2 separate regions of the Ovis aries genome follow, and region 2 is linked to region 1. A link is a contact called in public Hi-C data. All regions are on one chromosome and are shown on one strand. Each heading gives the region's core, a stretch centred on a gene start, on an enhancer-like site or on the middle of the called end of the contact. The rest is flanking DNA. Distances are from core to core; before and after follow the strand shown.

Region 1 (3,745 bases), core at 929-3,428:
CCACAGGTACCACCAGGCCAGACGCCATGACTGAGACCCCTTAGGGCTCTAGGGCCCTGCTGACGGGCCATGCAGAGGAGATGGCAAAGGGCAGATTTTGCATCCGGCCAGCCCCTTGATTGTACTGGCCACTGCTGACCTTAAAGTCCATCCTAAAGGAAATCAACCCGGAATATTCACTGGAAGGACTGATGCTGAAACTGAAGCTCCAATACTCTGAGCACCTGATGTGAAGAGCCCACTCATTGGAAAGGACCCTGATGCTGGGAAAGATTGAGGGCAAGAGGAGAAGAGGGTGACAGAGGATGGCATCACTGACTCAATGGACATGAGTTTGAGCAAACTCCAGGAGGCAGTGAAGGACAGAGGAGCCCGGCGGGCTGCAGTCCATGGGGTTGCAAAGAGTCGGATCGACTGAGCAACTGAACAACAACCTCCCTCTTGAACCTGCCTCCCACCTCCCACTCCATTTCACCCTCTAGGTAACGCAACCTCTAGTACCTGGAAATAAATTCCGTGGTCTCGGGGACTGGGTGGGGAGAGTCAATCTCACGCTCCGCGCCCCCACCCCCCACACTTCCAGAAGAGAGCCCGATCTTCCAGCCCTTCTCCACCGGAACCCATCCCCACCTTAGGGTGCCAAGCCCTGAGGCATCTGCTCCTTCTAAGGCATTGACTTCTCTGCTTTGCCTCTATAAGCCGCCCAGACTTGTACTTCCCTTGGGAGGACTCAGAACAGAGTTACTCAATTCATTCTTCTGTAAGGATTAATGCTTTTGTGGAACTGGGGTTGAAAAAGCTCCCACATAGGAGACTGGACTCTTGTTTCATTCTTAACAAGCATAGCTTGTTTTAAGCAACCCAGACTTTGGAAATTTTCACTGTAGATCCAGAAAACTAAGACAATTGTGTTTTTGTTGCTTTGTAAAACTATTAAAATCTCCGTTAGATATATCCTTAGATTTTGTTTAATGTTTTTGATGTCAGCAAAAAAGCACCATTTTTAAAAAGTTTTTAATCTAATTGTCTTTTTGTACTACACTGAAGGGCTTCCCAGGTGGCTCAGTGATAAAGAATCCTCCTGCAACGCAGAAGATGCAGGTTCGATCCCTGGGTTGGGAAGATCCCCTGGAGGAGGAAATAGCAACCCACTGCAGGATCCTTGCCTGGAGAATCCCAGGGACAGAGAAGCCTGGCGGTCAGTGGGATCATGAAGAGTCTGACAGGACTGAGTGATTAAACAACAATAACATTATGTGGGAATCCAGCTGATTTTCCAAACTGACCTTGTATCCAACAAACTTGCTTTTTCTTTTCTTCCTGAAGGGTGTTCTCCCTGGATGCAGAATAGTGAATTCATAGCTCTTTTATTTCAGCACATGGAAAATATTATGCCATGTCCTCCTGGCTTCCATCGTTTCCAATAAGAAACCATAGTTAAGGTGTCACATCTCTCTTGCTATTTTCAAGGGGTTTTTTTGTTGGTTTGGTTTTTTTTTTTTTTTTTTTTTTTTGCTCTTCAGGTTTCTGGAGTTTGGATGTTCTGGGTCTTGGAGTTCCGGTCTCCTGGGTCTTGGCAAAGATTCCTTTGGTGCGAATTTCTCAGGATGGTGCACTGGATTTGGCTCACAGGACAGAGTTTGGCAATTCCCACCTCGATCAGATGTTCTAATTTTACAAGAAAAACTAGAAATGATGGAGTGGTTTTTTTAACTTTAAATCCCCTGGTTTTTCAAAACTCTCAATAAATTCTAGTTTGTTTACGCCAAAGTGCTGGATTAAAAAAAAAAAAAAAAAGAAAGAAAAGAAAACAAAAAGGAAAACAATCTTCCCAGCGCCAGAGGCCTCGGGACCTATTCGTTAGCCCTTAAATGTGATTCTCTTTAAAACAGTAAAGTACCCTCTTTGTTTCATTTAACGCTCCTCAAATACTTTAACTTTGACACCAGGATGAAGCTTCATACTGTGTTTTAACTTACTCTTTGCCTGCCCTGACTTTCCCATTCTTTACGTACAACCCCTATGAGTCACTTTGTTTTCCTGGCGTCTCTTTTCTCAGCTTACAGTCCGGTTCAGCTTTGTGACCCCGTCGTGTTTTAGAAACGATGCTACGTAGCCCACTTACTGTTATTGACACACTACATATGATTCATCTTAATTTGCTTCCTCTGTGTTGAGTGTCTGGGCTTCTGAAGGCACAGACGCAGCTACAGAACTACATTCCAGCAAAGATTTAGAAAAGCCTGTGGTCGCCATGACTACACTGATAGGATTTCATATGTCTAATCCTCCATGGGATGTCTAACCTCTGATAACTCAGTACTTAAAAGATCATCCTCACTTATTTACAGGGACAAAGATTCCCCTGAGAGAAAAACCTTTGAAGAAAAAGGAATTTCCGCTCCCCTTTCTGCCTCCCTTTGGCAGCAAGCAGAGGAATGCAAAGCCAGAGAGGCCAGTGGGGCTTTCTCTTTCCCGCACACAGCGGGCGCCCCTCACTCCAGAGCCGCCGGCTGGCCAGCAGCTGGCCCTCATTCCAAGAAGCGGACGCTCAGGCATGTGACCCCGGGACTCACTCGGCTGCCCCCCGAAGCAACTGGAAAAATCTGCTCACTCGGGCTCTTTTGCAGACTTGCAACAACTCAAGCTGCCAAAGATCAGAAAGGCATCATGAGAAAATGCCCTGCTTATTGCAGGCCTTCTGCTTCTGCGTCCTAAACAGGGATGAGGACAAGGGAGGGGCCCCTGCCTGGGTCCGAGCCCCACGTCTGTTCCATGGACCCAGCATCCATCCTTCCCCACCGCCCGCACTTCCCAAGCCCCATGTTTAGACTGAAAGGGGCAGGACTAGAGGGTGCGGCGGTCGCCAGGAAACTTTGAGAAGGAAAGAAACAGCAGAGCATCTCTCTGGCAGGCCGGTCACGGGATGATGGACTCTCCAGCTGAACTTCCAGGCACCTGGGATGGAAACCGCACGTCTCCTTCCATAGAAACTGAGGCACCCAGAAGCGTCAGATCACGCTGGTCCAGCCAACCTGAGCTGGCCAGGACCCAGGCTGGGACTTCTCAGCCTTGAGGGCCAGCTGTGTCCCAGACAGCACAGCCCAGGGAGGCAGCCAGTCCAGGGACTCACATCTCCAGCAGATTCCTTGTCAGCTTCCGCTAGGCTTCACAGACAGAAAGCCAGGGATTCAAGTTTAAATTTGCCAGAAGCCCTCCCCTGGACCCTAAGCAGTGGCGTTTGCTGAGCAAAATGAGAGACTTGAAGTCAGGCTTAGATTTGAACGGTGTCTCTGCCACTGAGCATCCACGTGACCTTCGGTTACGCTCCTAAGAATGAGATGAGGGATTTCCCTGGTGGTCCAGTGGCCGAGACTCTGTGCTCTCCATGCAGGGGCCCAGGTTTGATCCCTGGTCGGGAAACTAGACCCCACAGGCCACAGAGAAGATCCCACATGTGGCAACTAAGACCAGATGCAGCCAAACAATAGAAAGAAAAGGAGTTAACCAAAAAAAGGAGAATGAAATGACATGTGCACAGAATACCTACTGCGCGCGTGCTAAGTGCCTGTCCGACTCTTTGCGACCCCATGAACTGTAGCCCACCAGGCCCCTCTGTCTATGGGATTCTCCAGGCAAGAATACTGGAGTGGCTTCCATTTCCTCCTCCAGCGGATCTTCCCCACCCAAGGATCGAACCCACGTCTCCTGCACTGGCCAGCGGATTCTTAACCATTGAGATACC
Region 2 (3,445 bases), core at 68-2,567, 110 kb after region 1:
CGCACGGAGGGACGGCAGGGACACACGCAGGCAGGGGCAGCCAGGGACGGAACCAGCGGTCTCAAGACCCAAACGGCAGGGCCCCAGACAGGTTAGGCCCAGCTCCACGTGAGGCCAGCCTCTCGTGTTCAGGTGGCCTGTGATAATAAGAGGCGCTGGTCCACTTCACAGACTGAGGGAAACAGAGCTGAGTGTGACCAGCGTGTCCAGTACCTAGGTACCTCCTGACTCACCTGTCCTAAACACACCATTATTCTTTCAATAACACCAAGATTAAGACTCCACTTATTTGTCAGAAATACCATAAAACAGAAGACCCCAGTTATCAGGTTCTTCCCGCACATCCATGACTGAAAACTCTTGTCTTTGTGAGAAACTTCTGTGGTCTCCTGTCCTTACTACTGATGGCAAAGTGGAAAACTGAAAGGGAACAGACAGACTGTGAGCTGGTGGAGAGAGGTCTGGAGGAGCTCAGCCGCCCCCAAACCTGGAGGGCGTCCGGGCTTGAGGACTGTAGGAAGGGCAGTCGCTTCTCTTACTGGCGGTGGTTTAGGCAGCGGACGAGATGGTTGGATGGCATCACCAACTCGATGGGTGTGAGTTTGAGCAAAGTCTGGGAGATGGTGAAGGACAGGGGAGCCTGGCGAGCTGCAGTCCGTGGGATCACAAAGAGTCAGACATGACTGAGCGGCCGAACCACCAGCACCAAACAATGGTAGACGCAGCCACCAGAGGCAGGGAGTGGGGGCAGCTGTTTGCTCCCGTTAGAGACACAGGGCTGCAGGCTCCCCAGAGCCTCTCAGTACACGTTTGCCCACCAACCTACCCGTGATCCTTGTTGTCTGTGCTGGGTGTGCAAAGGCACCTCAGCTACTGCTGTTGCTTCATGAATGCTGCAACTGACGCCTCAGAGAAGCCAGTTACACTCGAGAACACCAGCCAGAAGCTGAGAGCTCCTCTGGGGGCTTTTCAAACGGCGAAATCACCAACAGAACAGCTCAAAAATGCCGACAACAACAAAAAAAGGCATTAAACAGACCAACAGAAAGGGCGCTGGATCACAGACCTAATTCTGAGATGCCGGGCGCACGGCGGGCAGGAGAGCACCTCCTCTGCCCCGCTCCAGCCTGGGTGTGGCCGTGACAGTGCCCCAAGGGCTGACCTGGAGGTGCAGACAAGTCCCAGCAGGCAGGCAGGCAGGTTTGCAAAATGTGCAAATCCAGCTTCTGTGAGGATCAGCTGTGAGTGATGACGCAGAGGTGAAGAAAGGCGATGACAAGCTCTCCACCTAGTGGTGACTGGGGAAACCACAGCGCTGCTTACCCACGCTGGCAGAGCTTTCACAAGAGGAGTCTGGGGTTTGGGTTTTAGGCTGTGTCAGGATGAAGGCACAGCTCTGCACACAGGGCCACAGACTGAACCGCGACTGTGAACTGTGAGGAGTCTGCACTTCACAAACTTGTCCTTCACCAGCAACACTGGCTTCTCTGTAAAATCCCAGAGGGAAAGAAGGGAGAGGTTTCAGCTTCTCCTCCTCCAGTCTTCCCTGGTGCTCACTATTACGACAGCTACTTGGGGGTCACATTAATTGGTGATCTAGACGCTGCTTCTCAATGCTGTTTCAGCCCACCTAGAAACACACCTGCTAGGGCCTAACAAAAACACAGAACGGGTTCAGCTGTCAATTTGCGGTTGGAGAGAAGGCGATGTAAGCAAACTAACATCACATAACTTCAATTTTATGACATCACTACACTCACATCATTAAAAAAGGATTGCATATGAGCCAGTGTTTGAGAGGGACAATTAATCCACAATCAGTATAGTCAACCCAGGAAAATGCTCTTCAATTGTGTCCTGTTAAATACGCCAGCTCCAGTGGGCTGCGGGAGGAGGTGACTGCACCCGGAGGAAGCGCTCGTGCTGTGAAGCAGCACCCAGTTCCCGCAGGGCACGGAGAGCAGCCGCCTACCATTCTCAGACTCAGCTAGGCCTCCTACGCCTCACGTTAGAAATGACTTTGTGTGCAAAGCAGACACACACCTAAATATATGAACGCACTTATTAAATTTAAACCAAGGAGCATGCTGACCTAGGAGTATTTTCCATTCAGTCTGGGAAAGGTTCAAGGCCAGAGAACCAGTCTACCCTTAACAAAAAGGAATTATTGATTTAATCTTTTCCTTCCATCATTCAGTAAACAGATCCGGTACATCTCAATTATCCTGAAAGTAAGGGTTTTAGATTCACTGACAAACTGAACTGGAAAACACTGACAAGAAACATAATCTTTCGATGATCCCCTCATCCCCTAATTCACAATAAATTCTCATCCTTGCGCACTGGATTTGGATTCAGAGTTTCTGGGGGAGTGGGGATGGAGAAGAGAAGCAAAGGAGAAAGGGAAGAAAGACTGATTCGTTAAAGGATTAAATTATTTAGTCTTTTTATTACTTGACCCACTGTTGAGACAATCTATAGCAAAAAGAAGAGAGTATATTAGCACACACAGTATAACCGGACTCGCAGCCAGCAAACGATGCGGAGCGGCCCTTGGGCGGCCCACGCTGTCCAGAGCAGGAGGTCTCACAGGCTCCCTTACCAAGCCCAGAAAGGTTGGCTGCTGAAGCTCGGGATGTCCACTGAGACAGACGACGCCACTGCGATTCCTCATATGCACCCAGACTGCACAAAGGGAAAGCTCAAAATGTGAGCATTCTTAAATTCAGACTTCAATTTCCTTAGATTAAAAACTACAAAAAGGGGTAAACAGCAAAGCCAAATGACTTAAGAGCAAAATTCATTTAGGAAGCATTGTGGCCATCTAAGCACACATGGACGTGATCATATACACACAGGAAACTGCAAACGCATGACATTCTCAAGTACAGTTTTGGCGTTTAAACAAAGATCAAATTAAGCTTTAAGCTAACCAACAATTTTTAGTATTTTAAATATAAAAAGGCAGCTAAACACAAAATACAGATCAAAAATCCTCATTTAGTATAATTTTGAAAAATAAAAACTTTGTAATAAGGTGGCTTTCTATTCCACACTAAAAGGTAAATAAAATGTTTCCCAGATTTATACTCCAAACTAGTAACAACCTAAAAACTGTTCAAATCCGTGAAAAACATGTACCATGACCAATTTAATGACCCAGGAAAGGGTAAGAAAGGATTAATAATTGGAGCCAGTTGCATACAGATGGAGAAAGAAACGCTTGCAGTCATTCCCAAATATACCCCCCCACGTTATGTTACAAAGATCACAAGGCAAACAAGAGTGCCTACATTACGGAGCTGTGAGATGCTGTTTAAAAACAACAGATGAACAATGGGGCTATCATTGGTGCCCAGGGAATAGTTTAACAACACAAGGTTGATAAGGCTGGAAAATACTGAAATACAGTTAAGACTCAAAACAAGTTTACACAGAAAAGCCT

What was found. A called contact is a pair of places that touch in the nucleus more often than the background predicts.
Region 2: a contact with region 1 is called in a Hi-C map of skin fibroblasts, with 7 times the contacts expected there. The contact joins two enhancer-like sites. A contact is called at or near these places in 11 of 16 Hi-C or Micro-C datasets (blood, hypothalamus, liver and 6 more).

What each region holds. Positions count from the first base shown.
Region 1 is chr11:60,764,268-60,768,012 of ARS-UI_Ramb_v3.0, forward strand. The region is part of intron 1 of LOC105610550 (a long non-coding RNA gene); the gene reads right to left. It overlaps LOC132657442 (a long non-coding RNA gene), which reads right to left. Exons shown (of 2, transcript XR_009595645.1): 1 at 1-3,745. Among named protein-coding and RNA genes, the nearest start is that of FAM20A, 70 kb to the right of the region's middle. Within about 2 kb of position 2,179, at least 8 of the 54 cell types and tissues checked have an H3K27ac peak or open chromatin away from gene starts, as enhancers often do.
Region 2 is chr11:60,877,379-60,880,823 of ARS-UI_Ramb_v3.0, forward strand. It overlaps FAM20A (FAM20A golgi associated secretory pathway pseudokinase), which reads left to right. Exons shown (of 10, transcript XM_042256494.2): 10 at 1-2,347. PRKAR1A (protein kinase cAMP-dependent type I regulatory subunit alpha) reads right to left here. Exons shown (of 11, transcript NM_001142517.1): 11 at 2,425-3,445. Among named protein-coding and RNA genes, the nearest start is that of PRKAR1A, 21 kb to the right of the region's middle. Within about 2 kb of position 1,318, at least 6 of the 54 cell types and tissues checked have an H3K27ac peak or open chromatin away from gene starts, as enhancers often do.